2 separate regions of the Sus scrofa genome follow, and region 1 is linked to region 2. The links are chromatin contacts, called in public HiChIP or PLAC-seq maps. All regions are on one chromosome and are shown on one strand. The core of a region is the stretch at or near the end of the contact, and the rest is flanking DNA. Distances in the headings are between cores, read along the strand shown. Region 1 overlaps MYO15B (myosin XVB). Region 2 overlaps GALK1 (galactokinase).

Region 1 (6,926 bases), core at 24-2,523, 140 kb before region 2:
TTGCAGCAACACTGAATCCTTAACTCACTGAGTGAGGCCAGGAATTGAACCCGCATCTTGAGGGATACTAGTCTGGTTCTTAACCCGCTGAGCCACAAAGGGAACTCCCACCTTCTCTTCTTCCAAAGTGTCCTATCTTTGCCTGTTGCTTCTGTTAACGGGGGGACTCCCCTGGGGTGAGAGGTTGCCTTCGTGTCTGGGTCTGGGGGGCTCAGATACTGGGGCTAAGTTTGGACTCCTCACTATCCCCTCTTGGCCTCCAGGAAGAGCTGCCTCCGGCGGCGGGCGGCCCTGGGGCAGGTGAACGCCATCCTGTTGGTGGCCCGGCCCCTGCTCAGGAGACGGCAGAGACGACAGGTGAGGCGTGTGGATGGGGTTGCTGGTCCCCGGGCAGCTCAGCGTAGGTGAGCCCAACCCCGATGGTGCCCGCGCTCCAAGCCCAGCCAAGGGCCGAGGGCAGCCTGTGGCCTCCGGGCAGTCATTGGCTTCCTTCGCACCTGCCCACCCCCAGGGCCTGACTCTCCCCTCCCTGGGGGGGCCCTTCCCATCCTCTCCAGCCTCCCACCCTGGGCTGCGCCCCTCTCTTGCCTGATGACTCTAATTTGAGGGCCATAAAGCAGCTCAAAGGGCAGTGCCCACATGCACCCCCCCCCGGCTGGCCCCTCCCTGGCTGGACTTTGTCCCCTGGGACCATTCCTTCCCTTCTTCCTGCCCTTCTTCCTGCCCTCCTCCCAGTGCCCTGGCAGACGGGCAGTGACACCCACGGCGCTTAGGCTGGTAAGGGCTCCAGAGGGCTGGGGGCAGACAGCTGGCCCCCCGTGGCTCTGCCCTGGGGTTCCTCCGCCGCTGGAGTCGGGGCCTCTCTAGGGCAGGAGGGGCAGCTGGACTGCCGGGCTGGGGAGGAGCCTCTAGGGAGCCCGTGGCGACGCCTCACAGGTCATCTGCTCCTCCTGCCTGCCCTCAAACAGCTTGGGCATCGACGTGGCTGGCATAGCGGCGGGGCCGCCGAGAAGGTGCCGAGCATGGTAGGTGCCTGGAAGCTGGAGGGGGTTTTGCTGGGTCGTGAGCCTGCTGAATCTGGCATGGCTTGAGGGAAGGCTAGGGGCCCCAGGGGCACCGCGATGGCTCCTGTCCCTCAGGCGCATCCATTGTGCCCCCCCAAGAAGAGGACCGGGGTGCCCTTGGCTTCCCCCTGAGTGCTCCGGGGCCCCGCCTGTTTGAGTGTCCAGGACTAGAGTCCTTGGTCTTCAGAGGGGAAGTTAATAGCCCTGGGGCAAGGCGGGCCCCTGGGTCTCACTTCCTGGTCCCTTGCTTGTCTCTGCCAGGAGCTGGGGCGCTTGGAGATCCCAGCCGAGCTGGCTGTCATGCTGAAGACAGCAGAAGGCGAGTCTCCGTGGCTGCCGTCCCTGCTGCGACCCCCTCGTGCCCGGAGCATCTGTCCCTGTGACCCTTCCCTCTGATGCTCCAGGCCTGCCCCCGCCCCCCCCACTTCCAGCTCCCTCTGTGCGGGGCTGGGGGCTGATGGTGGGAGGCGGAGGCTGTGCCAGTCAGGCGGCTTACCTGGGCGTTTCTGGGCTGCCTCTGTTGTCCTCCAGGCCGCCAGCACGCCCTGGCCCAGAGCATCACTGAGTCCCTGCCCCCGGAAGTGCCTGCGCGGCCCAACCTGGCCCTCCCGCCCAACATCGACCAGTTCCCCTTCTCCAGCTTCATCTCCACCGGCTTCCAGGTGGGCCTCGGTGCCTCCTGGCTGGCACCCATGTTCCCCAGATATTAGCCCCTGTCAGGTGGAAGCTGGGTCTATCTTCCTTTCTCCAAACCCCACCCCACCCACCAACACCCCCACCCCTGTGGTGGGGGCTGTGGGTGCAGATGCTTTGCTTGGGGAGAATCTCTTGAACCCAAATGTCTCTCTCTCTTATTCTTTTTAGGGCCGCACCTGTGGCATATGGAGGTTCCCAGGCTAGGGGTCGAATCGGAGCTGTAGCCACCAGCCTACGCCAGAGCCACAGCAATGCAGGATCTAAGCCGTGTCTGTGACCTACACCACAGTTCACGGCAACGCCGGACCCTTAACCCACTGAGCGAGGCCAGGAATCGAACCTGCGTCCTCATGGATACTAGTCAGGTTTTGAACCCAAATGTCTCTTATTGTTACTTATCTGTGACCCACACTTTGTTACACCTGCGGCTGCCCAGCCATTGAAGCCGTGTTCGTTAAAGCGTGTGTAATGACAAGGCAGAGTGTCCGGGCTGCGATGATGGAAACAAAAGCAGGATTCAAATTCGCACCTGGAGGAGTTTCCGCTGTGGCTCGGTGGAAACAAACCCCACTTAGTGTCCATGAGGACATGGATTCAATCCCTGGCCTTGCTCAGTGGGTTAAGGATCTGGCTTTGCCACAAGCTCTGGTGTAGGTCACAGATGTGGCTTGGATCTGGCGTGGTTATTGGCTGTGGTGTAGGCCAGTAGCTACAGCTCCAATTCAACCCCTAGCGTGGGAACCTCTGTATGCTGCAGATGCAGCCATAAAAACATAGTAATAATCGCACATAGAGTGGGATCCCAGTTTGGTTAAGAACTGGGCGAGGTGGGTGGGGATGTGTGTCCACATAGAAAGTAAGACCAGAACGAGAGAAGCTAAAACGTTGCTGTGGTCACATCTGGCAAATGGTGGTTTTTATTCTCCATTCTTTTCCATTGCCTTTTTTTTTTTTTAATTATTTTTTTTTTTCCTTTTTAGGGCCACCCTCATGGCATATGGAGGTTCCCAGGCGTGGGGTTGAATCGGAGCTACAGCTGCCGGCCTCCACCACAGCTCACAGCAACCCCAGATCCGTAACCCACTGAGCGAGGCCAGGGATTAAACCCACAGCCTCGTGGTTCCTAGTCGGATTCGTTTCGGCTGTGCCACGACGGGAACTCCCTATTCTTTTTGTTGTTGTTGTTGTTATTGAAATATAATTGATTTATGATGTTGTGTGAGTTTCAGATACAGCAAATTGATTCCATTATATATGTGTATATTTATTCTTTAGATTCTTTATTATCAGAGGTTATTAAGATATTGCCTGTGCTCTGCAGTAGGTCCGTGTGGGTTTCCTATTTTATATACAGTAGTGTGTGTATTTTAATCTCAAGCTCCTAATTTTCCCTCCCTCCTCCGTGTTTTCTGCATGTCCAGGCTTTCATTTTCTAATGAGAAAGAACAAACTGAGATGTATTTTTAAGATGGCTTTCCTCGCCAGCCCCTCTTCCTGTCGCAGGGCGCATGCTCCCCTCCCCTGGGGCTCCCCTGGGGCTCCCGTGGGGCTGTGTCCGGCGGGGCAGCACAGACCAGCCCTGCTCAGGTGCCCCGTCACCCTCCCTTTTTGCAGGAGCCATCCCTGCCCCACCCTGGGCAGCTGCTGGCCAAGCCCTTGACCCGGCTGGACGGTGACAGCCCTCAGCATGCCCTGGATATCAACAAGGTGGTGAGTGACACACGGGGAGAGGACAGGGTGTGTCCCGGGCCGGGGATGCTGGCTGGGCACAGGAAGCCCTGCATGGCCGGCCGGCCTCGCCTCGTTTTGTGTCTGCAGATGCTGCGGTTCCTGGGGGACGGGTCCCTGCTGCCCTGGCAGGAGCAGACGATGGGTCAGTACCTGGTGCGGCAGGGCCAGCGCCGGCCGGGGCTGCGGGACGAGCTCTTCAGCCAGCTGGTGGCCCAGCTCTGGCACAATCCGGACGAGCAGCAGAGTCAGCGCGGCTGGGCCCTCATGGCCATCCTGCTCAGCGCTTTCCCGCCAAGGCCCACCCTGCAGAAGCCGCTGCTCAAGTAAGATGCCCGTGGGTGGGAGCCCCGTGGGTGGGGTTGGCGGGCCGCCCCGCCCCCACAGCAGCTTTGTGCTGTGCCCGCAGGTTTGTGTCTGACCAGGCCCCCAGGGGCATGGCAGCGCTGTGCCAGCACAAGCTGCTGGGGGCCCTGGAGCAGACGCAGCTGGCCCCTGGGGCTGCACGGGCTCACCCACCCACCCAGCTCGAGTGGACGGCCGGATGGAGGCGGGGCCGCATGGCGCTGGACGTTTTCACCTTCAACGGTGATGCTCAGGCCTCCCCAGGCCCACAGAGGAGCCTGCCCTGCACCCCTGCCCTCCCAAGACCCCCTCCCCGCCTAGCCCTCCCGTTGCATGCCCTGTGACCCTGACCTCCCTTGGAACCCCCATGGGACCATGGCCCCTTCCCCTCGGGGGGACCCTGCCCCCCCTCACTCTTGCCCCACCTCGTCCCCACAGAGGAGTGCTACTCGGCCGAGGTGGAGTCCTGGACCACGGGCGAGCAATTTGCCGGGTGGATTCTGCAGAGAAGGTGGCGGGGGGCCTGGGCTGGGGCGGTGGGGGGGTGGTGGCCAACACTGACCCTTGTCCCCTCCTCCTCCTGTGTCCTCATCCTCCCGCCAAGCACCTCCTGCAGCTGCTCCTGCAGGCCCAAGGCCAAAGCCAGCTCCCTAGAGTGGGTGGAGGTGAGGGGCTGGGGCAGGTGGGCAGGGTCCAGACAGTAGATTCAGGATGGAGAGCAAGCAGAGAGCGTATCACTAGATCTGGGCCAGACTCGAGCTAAGCAGGTGAACAGACAAGAGCATCAGAGCCGATGCAGAAGTCGAGGCCTGAGCAGCAAAAAAAGACCACGCTCTCTCTGAGGGAAACCGGGTCCTCAGCCAGGTTCCTGTCCCCTTCCGCAGCCCCCTCCCCCCGGCCCGCCCTCACATCCTTGCCCCCTCCAGATGGTCATCTGCATGGCTGACCGCCCCCCTGCTAACTCCCTTGTCTCGCCCAGAGGCCTGGACACGCCCCCGCGTGGTTGGTCTGTGTCACTGCACTCCAGGGACTCCTGGGAAGACTTGGCTGGCTGCGACTTCGTGCTGGACCTCATCGGCCAGATAGAGGACCTAGGGGACCCGGCCAGTCCCCACAGCTACCCCATCGCCCCCCATGGCCCGTAGGTGCCACCCCAACACCCCTGCCCTGGCCTTGTCCTGTCCCTATCCTGTCATACATAACCCCCACAGCCTCTGTACCCTGGGGTTCACAGATGCTGCCACAGGCCCAGCCCAGCCCCCCCAAGCCTCCTCATACCCCGTGTGAGCAGCTTGTATACCTTGCCTCAGCCCGGGCACCCCTCTAGCCAAAGTGCCCCCCTTGCCACTGCACCCCTCCCCAGCCAAGACCCCTCTCCTCCCCAGTCAAGACCCCCCCTCCCCAGCCAAGACACCTCCTTAGCTGGGCCCACTATCTCCTGCAGAGCCAAGGACATCCCCCCAGCCCCGAGCCTCCAGGCCCCCTCACTGCCCCCAGGTCCCCCTCCAGGTCCAGCCCCAACACTGCCCAGCAGGAGTCACCCAGGTAAGGCTGGGAATGGGCCCGCAAGGTTGGCGGAGTGTTGGGTGCAGGAGGCCGTGTGCCCCGGGCAGGTGACACTAATTCTCCACAGGGGAGTCCCGGACCTCAGGGAGCCTGGACGGCTTCCTGGACAACCTCTTCGAGCCAGTCCTTTCCCCAGGCCTCAGCGTGAGTGTCCTGCATGCACCCCCATCCCACCCCACCCCTGCCCCTGCCCCAGTGGGGCCTCTGCTGCCCCTCCCAGCCGTCCCAGGGCTCTAGCTCTGACCCTGTGACCTGTCATCTTTGTCCCTTCAGGATCTGGAGCGAGGCAGGGCTCTGAGCGGCCGCATGAAGGGAGGAGGCTCTATGGGGCCCATGCAGCAAGGCACCTACCCCATGGGTGAGTGCAGGGCCGAGCACCCATCCAGTCTCCCTGCCCAGCAACACAGATGGGCGTGGCCTGGGACCCCCAGGCAGCTTCGGTCAGAGCTGCAGCCTGGTGGCCCATGCTGTTCTCTTTGCCTGGGGCTGGAGAGAGGCTGCCTGTGGGCCCAGGTACAGACTGACTGGGAGGGCCCTGTTCCCTCAGTGTACCCAGCAATGATGCAGATGCCTGGGTACCAGCCAGCCATGATGCCTGCGCCCATGCCCATGCCCATGATGCCAGCTATGGGAGCAGTCCCCGCCATGCCAGGTAAGGCTGGGCTGTGGCCACCAGGTCCCTTCCAGTAGGGACTGGAGGAGGGAGGGTCCTGCCAGGGGCCTAGCAGCCTGTGAGCTTGGCCATGGCACTCACTCGCCCTGACCACCTGCCGAACTCACAGCCATGGTGGTGCCACCGCAGCCCCAGCCCCAGCCCCAGCCCCAGCCCCTGCTTCCCAGCGTGGATGCAAGGCAGCTGGCAGTCCAGCAGCAGAATTTCATCAACCAGCAGGCTCTGATCCTGGTGAGGAGGGGCGGGGCCCATGGAGGGCCTGGGGGCTGTGGTCTGGGGGACAGCCGAGCAGGCCAGCTCTGACCTGGCCCACCGCCCCTCCCACTTTAGGCGCAGCAGATGACAACCCAGGCTATGACCCTGTCCCTGGAGCAGCAGACAAAGCAGCTCCAGAGACAGCGTCAGGCCCAGGCCCAGCCTCAAGCCCCCAGAGATGCCTCCCCACCCCCGCCCCAGCCGTCACCCCCAAGCCCAAGAATCCACCTGCCCCCCAGAAGCCACCCACCCCCGAGAAGCTGCCCGCCCCCCAGAAGCCAGCCATCCCTGAGAAGAAGCCAGAGCGTACCCTGGACCTGGTAGGTGCCTGCCTGCCTGAGCGGGGGGGAGTCGAGGCCAGGCAGAGGGCAGGGCCTAGAGAGGTCACCAGGCTCCAAGGGGGCAGAGATGGGAGACACTAGGTCGGGGGGTGCAGGAAGATGCAGAAAAGATGCTTCCAGGCCCCAGTTCCAGGGATCCGAGCAGATTTGTTGTGAGAGCAGCAGCTTGGCTGCACGGCTGCTTCTTCACTGCCCCTTCCTGCCAGCAGGAGCCCACCCAGGAGGCTGAGGACAGGCCTCAGCGGCCCAAGAGCTTCC
Region 2 (7,364 bases), core at 4,483-6,982:
GCTGACATGCTTCCTCTACTGCCCCCAGGCTCTGCCTTCACTTTGAGCACACCCAGTGCCCCAGGCCCACTGGTGTTCACCGCCCTGAGCCCAGATTCTCTGCAGCTGAGCTGGGAGCGGCCGCGCAGGCCGGACGGGGACATCCTCGGCTACCTGGTGACGTGTGAGATGGCGCACGGAGGAGGTGCTGCTCGCCCCAGGGTCGGGGAGCCAGGGGAGGGGTGGAGAGGGGGCCACTGAGGCTAAAGGCGCCTTCCCTGCCCAGAGCCAGCCACCACGTTCCTGGTGGACGGCGACAGCCCTGAGAGCCGGCTGACCGTGCCGGGCCTCAGCGAGAACGTGCCCTACAAGTTCAAGGTGCAGGCCAAGACCACCCAAGGCTTCGGGCCAGAGCGCGAGGGTATCATCACCATCGAGTCCCAGGACGGAGGTAGGCCCCGCCTCGGCCCCGGCCCGCCCCTGGCCATGCCTTCTCCTGGCCCCACCTTCTGACCAGCCCCTCTGCCCACTCCAGGCCCCTTCCCACAGCTGGGCAGCCACTCGGGGCTCTTCCAGCTCCCAGTGTCGGGCGAGTACAGCAGCATCACCACCACCCACACCAGCACCGCCGAGCCCTTCCTGCTGGGTGAGCTGCCGGGCAGGGCCTCCTGGGCCTCCCAGCGGAGCGCAGAGCTACCAGAGGAGGTGGGGGTGGCGTGGGGACCCGGGTAGGTCCTTCAAGGCCTCCTCCCCCGCAGATGGACTGACCCTAGGGTCCCAGCGCCTGGAAGCGAGTGGCTCCCTCACCCGGCACGTGACACAAGAGTTTGTGAGCCGGACGCTGACCAGCACTGGCACCCTCAGCAGCCAGGTGGACCAACAGTTCTTCCAGAGCTGAGCCCGCCGCCGCCGCCACCCCCCGCCGCCGCCCCACCCCCTCGCTCCCCGGCGCTGCCTCAGCTACATCTTCGGACCCCTGGTGACCCAGCCCACCGCCTGCTGATCACGGGACCCCTGCCTCTGGCCGCACACCAGGGGCTAAGTGTCCTCTGCGAGGCATGAAGGGGGCCGAGGTCCCGGCAGGCCCTGCTGGCTGCCCTCCTGCTCTCAGGCCCCAGACCCTTTGTAACCAAAGAGCTGGGACCAGCATGACAAGGCCCCAGCTTTGTTCTGCACTTAATAAAAAGATTGAGCTACCGCGCGACTCTGCCTTGTCCTTGTTCCTGGGGCCTGGGAAGCAGGTCTCACACCCACCTCTCTCTGATGCCCAAGCACACGTCCACCTCTGGAGGCAGGCAGGTCTCACAGTCAGAGGTACAGTTTATTGAGCACCCAGATTGGAGGGCAGGCCGGCCCGGGGAGGGCCTCAGAAGTGCAGCACCTTGGCACCGTCGGCTGCCTGGGAGAGGAAGAAGGTGGCGGCACCGCTGTACTGCTCCTGCGGGAGGGGCGGGGGGGCAGGGTGAGCACAGCAGGGCCCTGGGAACCCATCTCTCCCGCTCCCCCCCCAGTCCCGTCACCTGTCCACCTGGATGTGCTGCATCACGAGGGAAGCGGCAGAGGCCTCCAGCAAGGTCACCGTGCAGCCACCAAAGCCACCACCTGTCATGCGGCTGCCATAAACCCCGGGCGCAGAGAGGGCGGCCTCCACCAGCTGATCCAGCTCAGGACAGCTCACCTCGTAGTCGTCCCTGCAAAGCGGAGTGGGGGGGGGGGGGGGGGGGCTTGAACCGGCCCCACCCAGCACTGGGAGGAGCCTGTGCCCGGGAGGGGCTGGACACCCAAGGGGTCTCACCTGAGCGAGTGGTGACTCTCCACCATGAGGCGGCCAAAGGCTCTGTAGTCGCCACGGCTCAGGGCGGCCGCCGCCTGGGCTGTGCGCTGGATCTCACCCACGACGTGTCGCGCCCGCCGGAAGGCCTCCCCACTCACCAGCTCCCTGCCAGCTGGGGAGGGAAAGGGGTCAGGAGGCCCGCCACCCATGGCCTCTGGGCCCCTGTGGACATCGGGGAGGCATATGACGGCTCCAGGGCGCTGGGCCTGGGGCGGTTGCTGGGGTGGGTGGGGCAAGACCTAGTTCTGACACAGCTGAGGGTTTCAGAGCTTCCTTCCTATTTAAAGGGGATACATCGGAGTGCCCACTGTGGCTCAGCAGGTTACAAACTCGACTAGCATCCACAGGGATGCAGGTTCAAACCCTGGCCTTGCTCAGTGGGTTAAGGATCCGGTGTTGCCATGAGCTATGGTGTACTTGGCAGATGCAGCTCGGATCCCACGTTGCTGTGGCTGTGGCGTAGGCCGGTGGCTACAGCTCCGATTCGACCCCTAGCCTGGGAACCTCCATATGCCTGGGAGCGGCCAAAGAAATGGTAAAAAAAAAAGACAAAAAAAAAAAAAAAAAGTCTACTAAGAAAAAAAGATCTAGGAGTTCCCATTATGGTGCAGCAGAGATGAACCCAACTAGTATCCATGAGGACACAGGTTCAATCCCTGGCCTTGCTCAGCAGGTTAAGGATACAACATTGCCGCAAGCTGTGGTGTAGGTTGCAGACACAGCTTGGATCCGGCGTGGCTGTGGCTGTGGTGAAGGCTAGCAGCTGCAGCTCTGATTTGACTGCTACACTGCAAACTGCCATGTGCCAAAGGTGTGGCCCTAAAAAATAAATGAAAATAACCCACGCACCTACAGACAACTCATCTATGACAAAGGAGGCAAAGATATACAATGGAGAAAGGACAGCCTGTTCAATAAGTGGTGCTGGGAAAACTGGACAGCCACATGGAAAAGAATGAAAGTAGAACACTCCCTAACACCATACACAAAAATAAACTCCAAATGGATTAAAGACCTAGATAAAAGACCAGACACTATAAAACCCTTAGAGGAAAACATAGGCCAAACACTCTCTGACATAAACGACAGCAACATCTTCTCAGATCCACCTATCAGAGTATTGACAATAAAAAGAAAAATAAACAAATGGGACCTACTCAAACCTCAAAGTTTCTGTACAGCAAAGGAAACCCTAAACACAAAAAGGCAACCCACAGAATGGGAGAAAATCTTTGCAAATGAATCAGCTGACAAGGGATTAATCTCCAAAATTTAGAAACACCTTCTGCAGCTCCATACCACAAAAACAAACAAGCCTATCAAAAAATGGGCAGAAGATCTAAACAGACAGTTCTCCAAAGAAGACATACAGATGGCCAAGAAACACATGAAAAGATGTTCAGCGTCACTCATTATTAGAGAGATGCAAATCAAAACCACTCTGAGGTACCACCTTACACCAGCCAGAATGGCCATCATCCAAAAGTCTACAGACAATAAGTGCTGGAGAGGGTGTGGAGAAAAAGGAACCCTAGCACACTCTTGGTGGGATTGTCAATGGGTGCAACCACTGTGGAAAGCAGTCTGGAGATTCCTCAGAAAACTAAACATAGAACCACCATTTGATCCAGCAATCCCACTCGTGGGCATCTACCCAGAGAAAACCACGACTCGCAAAGACACATGGACTCCAATGTTCACAGCAGCACTATCTGCAAGAGCCAAGACATGGAAACAACCTAAATGTCCATCGACAGAGGAGTGGATCCAGAAGAGGTGGTACATATACACAGTGGAATATTACTCAGCCATTAAAAAGAACGAAATACCAGCAATTTTTGCAACATGGATGGACCTAGAAACCATCATGCTAAGTGAAGTCAGCCATACAATGAGACACCAACATCCAATGCTTTCACTGACAGGTGGAATCTGAAAAAAGGACAGACGGAACTTCTTTGCAGAACAGATGCTGACTCACAGACACTGAAAAACTTATGGTCTCCAGAGGAGAGAGTTTGGGGGGTGGGGGGATGTGCCTGGGCTGTGGGATGGGAATCCTGTGAAATCGGATTGTTATGATCATTATACAACTACAGATGTGATCAATTCATTTGAGTAATAAAAAATAAAAAATAAATGAAAATAAAGAACGTAAATTGGTGCAGCCACTACAGAAAATAGTATGGAGGTTCTTCACAAAACTAAAAATCGAGTTTCCATGTGATCCAACAATCCCACTCGTGGGCATATATCTGGACTAAACTATAATTCAAAAAGACACATGCACCCCAAGATTCATAGCAGCACTATTCCCAATAGCCAAAACACAGACACAACCTAAATGTCCATCAGCAGATGAATGGATAGGAGTTCCCGTCATGGTGCCGCGGAAACGAACCCAACTAGGAACCATGAGGTTGCGGGTTTGATCCCTGGCCTTGCTCAGTGGGTTAAGGATCCGGCGTTGCCATGAGCTGTGGTGCAGGTCACAGACGCGGCTCGGATCCTGCGTTGCTGTGGCTGTGGGGTAGGCCGGCAGCTGTAGCTCCAATTCGACCCCTAGCCTGGGAACCTCCATATGCCTCGGGTGCGGCCCTAAAAAGACAAAACACCAAAAAAACCCAGATGAAGGCATAAAGACGATGTGGTACCTGCATACCAGTACTACTCAGCCACAAAAAGAATGCGATAACGCCATGTGCAGCCACGCGGATGGACCCAGAGGTGATCACTAAGTGAAGTCAGAAAGAAAGGCAAATGTCATGTGATAGCAGCCGCATATGGAATCTAAACCACGACAACAATGAACTTATCTACACCACAGAAACAGACTCACAGACAGACGGACTTGTGGGTGCCAAGGGGGTGGGGGGTGGGAGAGGGAGCGGCTGGGAGTTGGGAGTCAGCAGATGTGAGCTCTTCTACGTGGAGGGGGCAAACCGCACGGGCCTGCTGTGGCGCAGGGAGAACTAGAGTCACGATCCTGGGATAAAGCAGACGGAGAAGAAGAAAAGGAACGTATGTGCGTGTAACACAAACACTGCTGCACCCCAGAAACGAAGCCGACGTTGGAAATCAACGACACGTCAACAAGATAAAGGGGACACTCGCAGCATCCGGGCCGCAGGGAGGACCCGAGCGGGCACACGTAGAGCTCCCAGCAAGGTGCCTGGCACACAGTGGGTGCGCCATAAGCAGCAGTTTGAGCCCCACACTGGATGCTTCCTCAGCTTCCAAGGGGGACACAATGCTGCCTTCGAGAGTCCAAGACAGGGCGTTCCCACGGGGGCTCAGTGGAAACGAATCTCACTGGTATCCATGAGGATGCAGGTTCGCTCCCTGGCCTCGCTTAGTGGGTTAAGGATCCGGCATTGCCCTGAGCTGTGGTATAGCTCACAGTCATGGCTCAGATCTGGCATTGCTGTGGCTGTGGTGTAGGGCAGTGGCTACAGCTCCAGTTCGATCCCTAGCCTGGGAACCTCCATATGCCGTGGGTATGGCCCTAAGAAGACAAAAGACAAAAAAAAAAGAGTCCAAGACAGAACAGGAGGGAAAAGTCCTGCTGGTGCTCTTGCTGGACTAACGATGGTGTGTGCGAGGGCCAGGGCTCCAGAGTTGGGGTACAGACCAGGTCTGCCTGGGGCACCCCAAGAAACTGGCGGGCTGTCCTACTGGATAACACTGAAGGGGGCAGAGCAAGCTGAGTGCCGTCAAGACTGTCACAACTTCATTCCAGGTGCCAGAGAGATTCCAGGGAAGGCCCAGAGCTGAGCTCTAGCTGATGAAAGTGAAAGTGGGGGCGCTGGGGGACAGGGAGGAACAGGTGCCAGGGGCCCAGCTGTTAAACAGCCAGAAACCACGAGGGCCCTGAGGGAGGAGGAAGAGGCGGGGAAGAGGTCAGAGGCCAGAGCAGGAAGGGGACAGGGAGCTCTCGGAGGTGACGCTGAAGTTTCAGCAGGAGTGAAGCAATAACAGACGAGGGGAAGTCAGGAGGAGGCAGCCGGGGAAGAAGAGGAGTCCGCAGGGGGGCCGGGACCCTAGTGGAAATGGGGGGCCGTGGTCCCCTCTGAGTCCTCCCGGGAGCAGCGGTGGCTGGTGCCCCGTGCTGGGGACAAAGCCTGGAGCAGGTCTGGGCAGAGTAGCAGGACTGGGAGCAAGCAGACCAGGCACTGAGGAGGCGGGGGGTCGGGGGGACCCCCGGGGAGCTGTCACAGAGGGCGGCCTGGGGGACAGGGTACTGAGGGATGCGGAGGAATGAGAAGGCGGGGGCTGCGCGGGGCTGGGACGGAGACTCCGTTTTAGGTTAGAAAACTGGGCCTGTTTCAAAGCAGGAGAGAAGCCAGGCAGAGGACAGAAAGGAAGGCAGAGGGGAGCCCGTTCCCCAGGTCGAGGGGGATCCCGGGGTGGGAGGGAAGGGCGGCAAAAGCGCTTGAGGGTGAAGACCTCGGCCAAGGTCACCTGCACAGAGCAGGCGGGGCGGGTCCGAAGGCGACAGCTGACCAAGAAGTTCACCAAGAAGATGGTCCCTGAAATGGGCATCCCCACAGGGCCAGGAGGGCACAACTGCCAACGCCAGCAGCAGGGCCCTGCGTGCGGTTAGGGGTATGGGCTTTGGAGCTGATGTGCCGGGGTTCAAGGCTCAGCACTGCCACTCCCTGAACATTCCACATGCAAAAAAAAACGGGCCTAAGAATATCTGCTCCCTCCATAGAGTTGTGGGAGAATTACATGAGTTAATATTTATCTGACCTTTAAACTGTTAAATAGACTAACTTCCTAGCCACGTATATCAGGAACGTTCAAAATACATGTTATCTTTTAACTCTGTGGTCCTAGTCCTAAGAATCGAATCCTCAGAAAGTAGCGAGAAAACGCCAAGAAAGACCAGTGTATAAAAATATGCATCAGTGTCAGGTGTGATTATCAAAAAATAGTTAAATAAATTACAGTGTACTGGAGTTCCTGTCGTGGCTCAGTGGTTAACGAACCCAACTCGTATCCACGAGGAGGTGGGTTCAATCCCTGGCCTTGCTCAGTGGGTTAAAGATCCGGCGCTGCCATGAGCTGCAGCGTAGGTCTCAGATGTGGCTCGGATCCGGCGTTGCTGTGGCTGTGGTGTAGGCTGGCAGCTGTAGCTCGGCTTCGACCCCTAGCCTGGGAACCTCCATATGCCGCAGGTGCGGCCCTAGAGAGACAAAAGACAATAAATAAATAAATGACAGGACCAGTACACTGAAAGGCTACGTAGCTTTTTAAGCCATGTTGGGAGTGCCCGCTGTGGTGTAGCGGGTTAAGGATCGGACACCGTCTCTGTGGTGGCTCAGGCTGCCACTGCTGCGGTTTGGATCCCCGGCCAGGGAACGTCTATATGCTACAGGTGCAACCCAATCAATCAATCAATCAATCAATCAATCCCAACTACTTTCATGGCACAGAAAAGGGTTCTGAGATAACGTTAAGTTAAAAAGGGGCAGGGGGCAACATATACTGAACTTGAGAATACAGACGTAGGGAAACACTGGAAGGAGATACGCTAAGATGCTAAGAG

Evidence for each region. HiChIP or PLAC-seq counts read pairs in DNA pulled down with a chosen protein or histone mark.
Region 1: an H3K27ac HiChIP or PLAC-seq map of alveolar macrophages shows a contact between it and region 2. The contact joins two enhancer-like sites. A contact is called at or near these places in 1 of 47 Hi-C or Micro-C datasets (epiblast stem cells) and 1 of 2 datasets of contacts at active chromatin or transcription factors (alveolar macrophages).

The regions. Positions count from the first base shown.
Region 1 is chr12:5,779,713-5,786,638 of Sscrofa11.1, reverse strand. MYO15B (myosin XVB) reads left to right here. Exons shown (of 64, transcript XM_021068071.1): 22 at 264-357; 23 at 969-1,025; 24 at 1,326-1,383; 25 at 1,596-1,726; 26 at 3,375-3,470; 27 at 3,579-3,814; 28 at 3,898-4,076; 29 at 4,272-4,344; 30 at 4,813-4,974; 31 at 5,278-5,378; 32 at 5,467-5,543; 33 at 5,673-5,757; 34 at 5,947-6,051; 35 at 6,403-6,647; 1 more. Among named protein-coding and RNA genes, the nearest start is that of SMIM5, 19 kb to the right of the region's middle. Within about 2 kb of position 1,273, at least 13 of the 83 cell types and tissues checked have an H3K27ac peak or open chromatin away from gene starts, as enhancers often do. A contact at or near this core is called in alveolar macrophages, where this site is marked.
Region 2 is chr12:5,645,104-5,652,467 of Sscrofa11.1, reverse strand. GALK1 (galactokinase) reads right to left here. Exons shown (of 8, transcript XM_003131193.2): 6 at 1,775-1,925; 7 at 1,508-1,670; 8 at 1,282-1,417. The coding sequence ends at 1,346. It overlaps ITGB4 (integrin beta-4), which reads left to right. Exons shown (of 42, transcript XM_021066622.1): 39 at 29-184; 40 at 266-430; 41 at 515-625; 42 at 738-1,176. The coding sequence ends at 877. Among named protein-coding and RNA genes, the nearest start is that of GALK1, 6.8 kb to the right of the region's middle. Within about 2 kb of position 5,732, at least 14 of the 83 cell types and tissues checked have an H3K27ac peak or open chromatin away from gene starts, as enhancers often do. A contact at or near this core is called in alveolar macrophages, where this site is marked.